2 separate regions of the Triticum aestivum genome follow, and region 2 is linked to region 1. The links are chromatin contacts, called in public Hi-C maps. All regions are on one chromosome and are shown on one strand. Each heading gives the region's core, a stretch centred on a gene start, on an enhancer-like site or on the middle of the called end of the contact. The rest is flanking DNA. Distances are from core to core; before and after follow the strand shown. Region 1 holds the start of LOC123136499 (B3 domain-containing protein LOC_Os12g40090). Region 2 has its middle 35 kb from the start of LOC123136501.

Region 1 (5,918 bases), core at 430-2,929:
CCCTCTGGCGGTAGGCAAAAGGGTCAGATCCCGAAATTTTTCCGAACTGGGGTCAGATCCCGATTTTGTTTCCAAAAAGGGTCAAAACACGAAATTCGGCCGCCGGACGCCCCGCTTCGCGTCCTGTCTCTCGCACGGTCGACCGACCACCGGCTCGTCATCGTGCACTGAGAATTCCAATGAGATGCTCCTGCTTTTGGCTCCAGCTTCATGCCCTCTTTTGCTTTGCCAAAAGAAGATCCACTAAGCGCACTAGAGTCTCGGTTGAATTTGGTAGCATTTAGTTCTTCGTTTTAGGTTGAAGTTGTTATGAACCTTCTGTGAAGCGTGGTGGTTTTCAGTAATGAAAATCAAAAAAGGCAAGCCCTTCTTTGATAAAAAACCTAAGCGCACTAGACAAGCTTATCGTGTTCGTTTATGCCATCTCAAAGCTGCTTCTAGTAGCGCCACTCAAGTGGTAGCAAAAAGGGCACGCCGTCTTTATTCTTTCTTTTGCGCGTACCTTCTGTACCACGGCATGTACCAGGAGATATTCGCAGTCGGCCCCGCCCCCCACGAGAGCGACGCGCGACTTTCGAGGCTCCCCGCCGGCCGGCGAGCTCCTGGTTCGTGTCCCGGTCGCCAGCGCCGAGAACGGACGGATGGGTTCAACTGCTCGGCCTTTTCAGAGAAAAGGAGAAGCTAACGCAGATATGCAGATCAGCCACGTACTACTACAGTACTACGATCTTGAATAGATACGATACGACCGGTCGCTTCCGTTGATATGATCCCAAGAGTGAAAGGCACGCTAATCTATCCAGAGTCCAGTATTTAGAGGAGCACAGAGGTCCATCGTGGTCATTATTAGACCGGCTAATTTTTTTTGGCTCGACTATTTTTTAAAAAATTGGACAGAGAGAATTATTATTTTTTGGCTCGACTAGTTTGTTCGTCGTTGAGAGTTTCATCGCTCGAATCATTGAACATATAAAGGATAAGCCAGTGCGCCTAACTAGCGGCACTGGCCACGTCTCCTTTTATTCCCTATACATCGAAGGGGCATCGAAGGTACAGGCGGGAGAAAGTCTGAACCCTAGCCCCAAGCCCCGATCCACAGCCCCCACGCCCCTCGCTCCTCCCTCCCTCATCCGCCGCCGCGCTCCCTCCCACCTCCTCCTCCTCCTCCTCCTTCTGCGTCCTAGGAGTCCCAGCCGACGACTGCTGCTCCTCCACCGCCTCGCCTCTTCCTCCTCCTCGCCGTCCCATCGCTCGCGCGCAGGCCGTCGTGGCCACGCGCTTCACCGGGCGAACCCGATCTCCACTGCCTGCTCCGGGTTCGCGCGGGACGGGCTCCCCCGCCTCCTCCTCCTCGCGGCGGAGGACGACGCCTCTGGAGTGAAGGAGGGTGCCCAAACCATGGTCGAGCTGACGGTTGGGGCCGGGTCAAGGCTGCTGTTGGCGGCCTGGATGCAGGCGATGGTGGCGGCCAGCGGGGGTCTGGCGGGCGTGGCGGCCGACCGGTCCAGCAGCGACCTTGATGGAGGAGAAGGGATCTGGAGGGCATGGCGGCGGCTAGAAGGGCAGCAGCAGCCAGAGGGGCGTCAACCGGTCCAGCAGCGACCTTGACGGAGGAGAAGGGCCAGGCAGGATTCGTGCCCCTGCACCTTCAGGTTCCTCTCCGTCACCTATCCCTTCCTCCCTCTCCTTTCCAGTAGGTATACCCATGTATGTTTTGTCGAGATCATAAACAAGTCTTACTGTTTCGTTAGTTCATCCATAGAAGATAGAGTGCATCGATGCACCTCTCTCAAAGGACTGTAATATTCCCTTAAAAACCATGTGAGTTATTTGTACAATTTATGCTTCTCCATCTTAGCGCATACCGGACAAGTTTGCGAGCAATTTCATCAGGCAGATGCAGAGCCCACAGGGATTTGACCTGAAAGCATCAAGCGGCGAAACATGGCATGTAGGTGTTACCAAGGTTGCCAATGACCTGTTCTTCAGTTCAGGATGGGGAGATTTTGTCAAGACTCATGAACTGCAGGAGAATGACCTCCTGATCTTCACATTCAGCGGCAACTCCTCTTTTAAAGTCCTCATCTTCGATGTGACCGGCTGCGAGAAACTGTCTTCTCTCTTTGCTGGCGCTGGTATGCGCAAACATTTTGATGGTATGGTGGGTCAACAGGTTGAGCAATACGACGATTATGATGATACAAGTGTGCCGTCTCAGTTGATTGAGTCCCATCAGAATGTCTCCACTTTAAGGAAATTCAGTAGCAGGACCAAACCAAGGAAGGCATTATGTGGTTCGACTAATACATGAGATGATATCTCTGAATATATCCCTTTCTTGAGATCTTGGTGTAGTCAGCTAACACAGACCCATGTAACTATGCACATGATCAACATTCCTTTCTTGAGATCTTGGTGTAGTCAGCTAACACAGACCCATGTAACTATGCACATGATCAACATTTATCTTTTGCTGGTTTTTTCAGATGCTAAATTTAAGCTCATGTACACATTGTTTCAGGGAAAGAGCTTCTTCCTGGATCACCAAACTGTAGCAGATCATGTGATGTTAAGCATGAGGAAACTGCGGAAGAGGAGAGTGATGATGACACATATGCTGACTTCTACTACTGCCACTCAAGGGCCGCGAACAGACTACTTGACGACGAAAAACATGAAATAATCGGGTTGGCTTCAATCCAACCAGGCAATCCAGCATTCATGACATTTCTGCTAAGGTCCCATCTGCAACGCAAGGACAACTTTCTGGTCAGTTTGAACTGATCAAAACGATGTAACACACTTGCCGCAAGCTTGTGTAATTCTTTGTCAACTCTGGCATGTACTCCATCCATTCCTAAGTATAAGTCTTTTTAGAGATTCCAATATGAACTACATACATACGGAGCAAAATGAGTGAATCTACACTCTAAAATATGTCTATATACATTCGTATGTAGTCTATAGTGAAAGCTCTAAAAAGACTTATATTTAGGAACTAACATTAATTTCTCCTTGTGCCTTGTGCAGGTCATCCCCAGTGAATTTGTAGATGAACATCTCCACATGAGATTACATGAGGTTGTGCTGCTCAGGCCAAACAGAGAAGAGAGGTGGCATGTCAGCTACTACCACCAGGGGAGCTCTAGCAGAGGCTTCAGGGGCCAACCTTGGGCCAAGTTCGTCAGCGACAACAAACTGCACAAGGGGGATATCTGCGTCTTCGAGCTGATCAATGGCGCGAGGAATGAGAAGAAGGCCAGGACGACGATGACCGTCCATGTTGTTAGGAGGAACAAGTCCGACGGTCGGTTTTCCTTAGTGGGCTAAGTTCCTGCAGTGTGAGACATGCACTGAATATTTTGGCATGTTATATGCAGTGTAGATATGGGCAAGTGGCGGCAGCTGGAAGGGAAGCAGCAGCCTGTGGGGTGTTGACCGGTCCAGCAGCGACCTTGATGGAGGAGAAGGGCGAGGCAGGATTCGTGCCCCTGCACCTCCAGGTTCCTCTCCGTCACCTGTCCCTTCCTCCCTCTCCTTTCTAGTAGGTATACCCATTTATGTTTAGCTGATGTGATCGGTTCTTGCAGGACTATGCCATTGGCACTTTCAACATCTAGCAGTAAGAGAACTGGCCCCAATTAGTACATGGCTCATAATTTATTCAGGTACTTCTAAGGTAAACATTCATCTTCTAGCCATGTTCGTCAAAATATGATGCAGACTTGTGCCTATTGGGGTTAGTTCCTACCTTAGTTCTTTGTCTTACTGTCGTGGGTTGTGGCTCAGTGGATTATGAAGCTATTCTTAGGTGCTTGAATTATATTTTCTGCTACATTTTAGCCTTAAGTTCTTCGTGCTTGAAGCTGTATGGTCTAGCTATGTTAAAAGGATAACATGCCAGTGCCTGGGTGTTTATAGTAGTGTTTGTTACTCTGAAATCGAATATTCCGTGTGTGTTACTGCTTTCGATTAAATGTCTTTCCATTTGGTTTCACTTTGATTATGTTTTTGTGCAAATCCTTTGTTGGTTGAGCTATTGGTGAATCTAGATGCTATGGATAATGTCTGATTTCCCCATCCTGTACTACTTACTATATGGAGGCAATGGTTTAATTTGGTCTCGCTTTGATTCTATTACAACTAAGGACCGGTTCGGCAATCCACCGGCTCCTTGAAATCCTAGGATCTGTAGAGCAGCTGTTTGCTCACTCTATATTTTTCAGTCAATGCATGCCGAGTCCACTTCTAACTGAATATGCCCTGTTTTCTTTGAAATTGAATAACGATGGTTGAAATTTAGTTTCGTTTGGACGAGCTACCCCAAGTATCATCAATTCATGATGGCTAATTTGTTTTGATTCTTGATGAATCGATCCTGGTCCTGATTTAATAGTTTTTATGTTATTTCTCGGCTTATTTGAGCTATTATTGTTTCTGTTTAACACAGACAATTATAACTGCCCTTTTTTATTCAGAAAAATGGTCTTGATGTCTGTGGTTTGGTTAAACATTTTCTCAGCATATCTATATTCGTCAGTCTAACTCACGTAACATTCAATATAATTTGTCCGATCCAAACTAAGTGTTGGTTGTTGCTATGGTTTGTGTGCAGTCTATTTTCTTTGATCTTGGTCATTAAATATGTGACAAGAAAGAAATTTCAAAAGGTTTGATGATCTAGAATGCTCATATGGAGTTATTTGAACCAGTTCTTTTAGTATATATTGAGACCAGATGTACCGGAAAAATTTAAAATATATCAACAGTAGGAGTTGACCAATAATGCTGAATTGATTCAGTCTTTAGGCCTTATGCACAATTTCCACAATGTTGAACATAATATATGCTTTAATGCTCCTGTGCACTGCTTTAATGCTTCTACTTGTTTGTCTGATTTTTGTTGTTGTTCATTAATTTCCTGTCTTCAGGCTGTATAAAAAAATGTTCCTACTAGGTATTCTGACGTTGATTATCTAAAAGAAAGAGCAATTCTAACACCAACGAACGGAGTAGCTCAAAAAATAAACGAGTGTGTTCTATCTTTAGTGCCTACCAGCGAGAGAGAGTCCTTTCTGAAAAGCTTCCGGACGATATGAGCGCTAAAAAGCTCCAGCTTGTTGTTGACGCTGTTGGACTTGGTAAGCTTGATGAAGCCGAGGTCCATAAGAAAAATATTATACCGTTATCCTATACCGGTGGGCGTCGCTGTATAACTGAAAACTTCCACGCCGTGATGACTATTTCCCATGTCCAAGCCTCGCCTGATATAATCACAACCTTCACAACCTTCACGTGTAATCCAAAGTGGCCTGAAATAATGGAGTCTTGAACCTGGGCAAAAAATAGTCGATAGGGCTGATATTACTGTTTGAGTATATCACATGAAACTGCTTGAGTACCTACAGAAGATCAAGACCGGAAATATGTTTGGGACTGTAGTTCCAGGTACCATGCCCAATGCATTTTCTCTCCTTTCTTTGTTTTTCTTACCCATGTTTCTTATTTTTCATGTTTTTCATTTACCCTCCTGTTTTCCAGTTCTCTACACCAGAGTTCAAAAAGAGGGGTCTTCCACACCCATGCGTCCTTGTTTGGCAAGTGAAAGATGATGACTGGGTGGTCACACCAACTTACCATAAATTCTTGTGTTTCAACTACTCTTAGTATTTCTATTGGATTTACCGTCCTCTTTATTGTTTTTTTCTCTTGCATGGTTCCCAATGATTAGCTTGACTCTGTCATAGGGATCTTAACTAGCCGGCGTTGCTGCTATGCACTTACTAACACCATGGAAACTGGAATTGCTCAGCCACCTAGGATTAAGAGGTACGACCTCTCTAGGCAATGAAGCGTAGTTCCCTGTTAGCTACCAATCCAGACTGGAAATACATGCATGCAAATCATAAAACAAAACA
Region 2 (5,922 bases), core at 2,371-4,870, 62 kb before region 1:
TCATGTTTGAATATGTATGTGTCTGCCACAGGACAGTTGTTAAACTATGATAAATGTTCAATCTTATTTGGGGATACATGCCCGTTACTCGTTCAAGAGGAAGTAAGAGAAGTCCTAGCTATCCCAATTGCAGGCTTTGAGGAGAAGTACTTGGGTCTACCAACTCTGGATGGGCGTATGTCAAAAGAAAAATTTCAAAATCTTCAAGCTCGACTTCTGAAAAGGCTAATCCAATGGGGAGATGGTCATTTGGCTCAACCTGATAGGGAAGTGTTGATAAAATCAGTTGCACAAGCATTGCCCACTTATATCATGGGGGTCTTTAAGCTTCCTTATTCAGTTTGTGATGATCTAACTAGCTTGGTTAGAAACTTTTATTGGGGAGCGTCAGAAGGCAAGAGGAAGGTCCACTGGAAGGCTTGGCCAAAGCTGCAGCAGCCTAAGTGTAAAGGGGTGCCGTGTTTCGAGACTTTCGTATTTTTTATCAAGCACTATTGGTCCGCCAAGCATGGAGACTAATCACAAAGTTGGAGTGTCTGTGTGCTCAACTGTTGAAGGCTCGCTATTATCCAAGTGGGAAGTTGGAAGATACTGTTTTCACGGGCAACGCTTCTTCTACGTGGACAATTATTTCTCATGGTCTAGACCTTCTAAAAAAGGGATTGATATGGAGGATCGGCAACGGTCAGAGTGTCCGTATCTGACGTGACAATTGGATACCGAGGCCTTTTTCTTACAAGCCAATTTCTTTACTGGGGAGATGCCGTATGAGATATGTATCACAGCTCCTGAACGCCAATGGATCATAGAATGGTCAACTTTTACGTTCAATCTTTCTGCCATGTGATGTCTTGGAGATTTTGAAAATTCGAGCATCCCCGAGACAGGGTGCGGATGTACTAGCTTGGGGGCCAGGAAAATTTGGTGTTTTCACAGTTAAATGTGCGTACGATATGGCGTTTGATGAGTCATGACGTGAGATTGCCCAAGAATCTAGTTCTGCACCAGAGGGGAGGCGGGCTTGCTGGAAATTGATTTGGGGAGGTATGTCTACACCAACGGTTAAAAACTTTGCCTGGAGAGTTGCTATAAATTCACTTCCAGCCTGGCAGAATAAATATAAGAGAGGACTAGAAACTTGAGATGTTTGTCCTGTTTGTGGTACTGAGCCGGAGGATAGTTTCCATGCACTATGCCAATGTCCACTAGCAGTCCAGCTCTGGGACTGTATGAGGGATGTGTGGCGCTTGCCGAATCTTAAGGAAGTAATTCACACTGGTGTAGAATGGCTACTGGATGTCTTGCATCCATTGGGAGATGTTCAACGAACCATGGTTTTGTTTACCTTTTGGAGAATATGGGATAACCGTAATGAGGTGACACACAACAAGACCCCACCACCGATGGATACATCTAGACGTTTTTTGTGCAGTTACATGGACTCTTTGATCGCAATGGCCCAAGACTATGGTTGTGATCCTGTGAAAGGTAAAGTTGTATTATCTTATGCTCCAGTTGTGAAATGTACGCATGAAATACCAGATGGTACACATCCTACAAAGTGGTCTCCTTCACCCGTTGGTTGGGTCAAACTTAATACGGACGGATCATGGACGGAGGACGGTAAAGCTGGAGCTGGTATGGTGCTTCGTGATGATCGCGACAATATCATCTATTCATCCTGCAGGGAACTCTTCTCATGTTGAGATGCCTTAGAAGCAGAAATAAATGCATGCATGGAGGGTTTATCTCTAGCCATTCAACGTTCGGATCTCCCAATTTGCATTGAGATGGATTTGATACTAGCGGTGAACATGTTGAATGACAGTGGCATGAACAGGTCTGTTTATGCGGCGCTGGTGCAGGAGAACATGCATTTGAAGTCTCTTCGTATGACTCGTATTACTCATATCAATCGTGATCAGAACTGTGTAAGTGATTTCCTAGCTAAATTTGCTAGAACTGGTAGTGGAACTATAGTTTTGTTGGGCTCTGGCCTCCAAAAAGTCATTGAGTTACGTAAGAAGGATTGTAGGGTTGATGCTTAAGTAATATAAGTTTTTACCCAAAAAATAAAAGAATACGGGACAGGGAGTGTTGGCCTCAATTCTACATTTCCACAGGCTTGATTTGTCGAGACACGCAGAATCTTGTCTGGTTTTCACCTTTTCACATCTTCCACGCTCGACCGGTTCTCTACCGCGACGCTCGTCATGTTTATTTCCGTGTAGCTCATCTTTCGCCCCTTATCAGCGGGCGCCTATTTCTGGCCGTGCATCCCGTGAGCGTGTCTGTTCTTTTTTCTGAGCACGGTACAAACGCAAGCGTTTATATACACGCGCATATACTCATTCCTATGAACTCACGCACGCATACCTTATTTCTATGAGCACCTTTAAAAGACCGAACCGGCATATCATCTTGAAATTTACGAAATCATCATAGGCACCTCGTCGTCGACGGAGACGTCTTCTCCCACTGAATGCGCATCGCCGGAAATTTTGAAATAACCAGGAATAAATGCGAGCACAAGAATTTGAACCCTGATGGGTTGGGGATACTATAGTCCCTCTAATCATACAACCACATGTTGGTTCGCTTACCCGCCGTCCGTTCCAAAAACGGAAGCTACGTTTCGTAATAAACGATCCAAAATTCGCAAAAAAGAAGAAGAAAAATATCATGGAAGTCTGGAAGGGTCGCCGGATCGGCGACGGCGAGCCCGACGTGCGATGCGCGGGTCGGCCGTTGAGACGACATGCATGCGTCGACGCATCTCGCCGGCGATTCCACCGGATCGATCACGGTTCACGGGCGAGGAGATTGGAATCTGGAGCACCGGGTGCCGTACTGCACCGCCTAGTATAAGCCACTCAAACAAACCGATCTGTGCCTTTACCTGCCCCTGGCTTCACGTAGTCCAAGCATGGTGACTGCTGAGTAAGCAATCCACCATCGTTTGAACGACGGCACGAGGCAGCAAATGCCTGCGCGCGAGCCCAGTGGGACACGCGCCGTGCAGTCCGGAATCACGGTCACGGGCTCGATCTTGCACGGCCACTTCATTGTTCTAGCCATCGTTTTCTCGCACAACTTTTATCAAGAAGACACGGGGGATCGCGCAGATAAGTTCAGTTCGTTCGGGTTTCCTTGTTTATGTTCGGCCTTCGCAGGTTCCCAACTTGTGTTGTGTAGGCCTTTGACGCCTGCCACAGTTGCTTATAGTGTAACTATAATTAATCAAAACACAAGCTAGGTTATCATATCACTTGTTTTGAAGGTTATCATACTTCCGTACCGTTTGATTATAGGTTTACTTTGGTACTACACCAGTTGCAATTGACCAAGTTCGGTACGTGGATTGTTCTATAACGCATTTTGGTACGGAGCAAGTGCTGGTATAGTTTACTCGTTGCAAAGGTATGGTCAAAAGGAAAGAAGAAAAGAAAACCCCATCGAAAAAATCGCTGGCGCATCTCTTTTCCGTACCACGGCGTGTATGCAACCCTCGCGAAAATGCGCGGTCCTTGCCTGGATAACGACGCGCAGGGCGGGGCCATGGACGGAAGCTCCCAATGTTGGTCGCTCCGTCGCGATCGCCGAGTGACACAGCAGTCCGGCCTTTCGACGCAGAAAAGGAGAACTGAAGAGTCAAGTCTCAAGTGCACCTATTCTGAAAGCCACGTCGACCAACATAGTTTTCCTGCACTGCACGCTCCATTGAAAATGCAGGGTATTCCTTTCTAGTCAAAAGCTGGGCGTGGTCGACATTGCTTCCGAGAAGATGGGTCGAGGCCACGCGTGATTTTCCACGGCCAGACCGAGAGCGATAGGAATATGTACGTGCAGGCGTGTGCTGCTAGTCATCTACTCCTAATTAACTTGCTGTTCCTCCCTCCATAGAAGAAGGGGTGAACCGCTTCAGACGATGCACCCTGATGCATGACCTTACCAGAGAACGGCCAAGTCGAGTGCCGGTGTCAAAAATTCAGCTGGAGGTGTCATGATATTCAGTTAGAGGTGTCTGAAAATTTCTATTTCGGTTCACTGCATAAATGTTGATTTTGTGTTACAGATGGGGGAGGTGTGGTTGCTTAGGCTCATTGCCACCCACCATCTGCTTTGTATCGGCGTCGCCATCGCCATCGCCATCTACCCTCTCCTCCTCGTCCAGACAGACAGGCATATTCCTGGTTCCCGACACAACCCCTGTCTTGTCAGCTAACGGATCCACCAGGACCTTGGAGGTGCGAGAGCGGTACTTAGACGACCCAGCTCGCTGTTTGGGATCTTCCGAATATGCCTCATTCATCGCCCAGAGCGGGATCTCGATTGGAAGGGTCGAACGCCTGGGAATCATCGGAGCCAGCTCCAGCTTCGTCGCTACGGATGTCACGCCTGTTGCGCCACGAAAGCCCACGCACTGGGAAGCAGCCCAGACAATGCACAATGTCCAACATCACATTCTACCACCGGAGACTTCAGGAGCACCCAAGACAACACCTTCATGAAGAGGGCGGTGTCGTGACGGCGTCGTTGTCCGGTTTGGCGAACCGGATCTAGGGTTTTCCTCGACGCTCAAGGGGCATGGAAGAGAGGCCATAGAAGCGCCTTCAAGAAGGGGGCAACACCCGCGGGTATCGCCACTACCAGCATTGGCAAGTCGAGCACGGGTTTCGCCTAGCCTGAGACTGAACAATCCCAAAGAAGCCGCCGGAGTCGGAGACGTGGACATGAGAATGTTGGCTAGAGCAGCCACCGCAGGAAGGAGGGACGCGCCCACAGGACCCACCACCACTCGGTGTCGCCCTCGTTGCATGCACCCGAGCAACCACAACCAAATCTGGACATAGAAGACCCGGACTTGCCGCCACCAGCACCAAGCATGCAGCACGAAGAGAGTCATGGCTAGGTCGTTCCGCCCGGATAGACGCCGGAACTAGGGCAAGGATTGGTTGCAGCACACACCAAAGGTTGGTGGCCGAGAATGGAAGCAAGCAGACGAAGGACGGGGTTGGATCCCCACCGTAAACGTACACCAGGCTACAAACCACCGATCAACCAGGGGAAGCGGGGACGTTGGTGGCTGCAAATGGTGCAGCCTGGTAGGGAGGGGGCTGGGGGAGGGGTCCACAGCAGCATCGAACAAGTACGCAGTCGATGGCTCCTTAGTGTAGCCATGGATCTGGCGGGGGGATGCACCAGAGGGACGGTGGCCCAGAAGTAGAGGTGATCAGTCGTGGAAGACGAGAGAAGGATGGAGGAAAGTGGCCGGAACAGGAGGGCACACAAGCTCAGACGATCGACGCGGCAATTGGAGACTGGCAAAGTGCCCCGCCGCCACCGTCCCTGCACGAGCTTCGTCTACAGGCGCCTCTGGTGGTGGCGCGGTGGGAGAGAGGTGGTGGCGGTGAGTAGGGTTCCCCGGTGTCGTTTGAGGAGAGCGACGCGTGGGGAGGGGGTGGGGCACATAAAAACTTGTTGCCTGTGATGAAATGAAATTTCTGGTAGAAGGTGAGACTGATCAATTATTTCTTGATGGAATTTTTGTTCATATTTACGTTCCTCGATCAGTCGCTCCAGCCCCGACAAGGTGTCCCATGCAATATAATGCACTGCTCAGCAATCGGAAGCGTATATATCAAGCATGTGCACCTGCCAACCGTACTTTCCGTGAATATGGCGCCCGCGCATGCACACGTGCTTTCTTGCATGGATATGTCTGTCGACTGCATCAGTGGCATGCCGCAGTTATTGCGTGCCGCGTGTACATCACTGTAATCACACTGATAGAGCGAGTTGTGATTTTCTTTTCCACCGCCACGGAAAATGTAGTGGATGCTGCCGTGTTCGAGTGAGGCGAGGCAACGAAAGAAAAACAATGTACATAATCAAACAAGCCCGACTATGCAAGCAGCAAAC

What was found. Hi-C and Micro-C count contacts between places; a contact is called where the count stands out from the background.
Region 2: a contact with region 1 is called in a Hi-C map of leaf, with 3 times the contacts expected there. The contact joins the enhancer-like site here to the promoter of LOC123136499 in region 1. A contact is called at or near these places in 2 of 5 Hi-C or Micro-C datasets (both in leaf).

What each region holds. Positions count from the first base shown.
Region 1 is chr6B:187,321,512-187,327,429 of IWGSC CS RefSeq v2.1, reverse strand. LOC123136499 (B3 domain-containing protein LOC_Os12g40090) reads left to right here and starts at 1,679. Exons shown (of 6, transcript XM_044555886.1): 1 at 1,679-2,279; 2 at 2,522-2,769; 3 at 3,031-3,307; 4 at 3,386-3,503; 5 at 3,591-3,679. The coding sequence starts at 1,898. The coding sequence ends at 3,438.
Region 2 is chr6B:187,385,194-187,391,115 of IWGSC CS RefSeq v2.1, reverse strand. No RefSeq gene overlaps it. Among protein-coding and RNA genes, the nearest start is that of LOC123136501, 35 kb to the right of the region's middle. Within about 2 kb of position 3,620, at least 1 of the 8 cell types and tissues checked has an H3K27ac peak or open chromatin away from gene starts, as enhancers often do. A contact at or near this core is called in leaf, where this site is marked.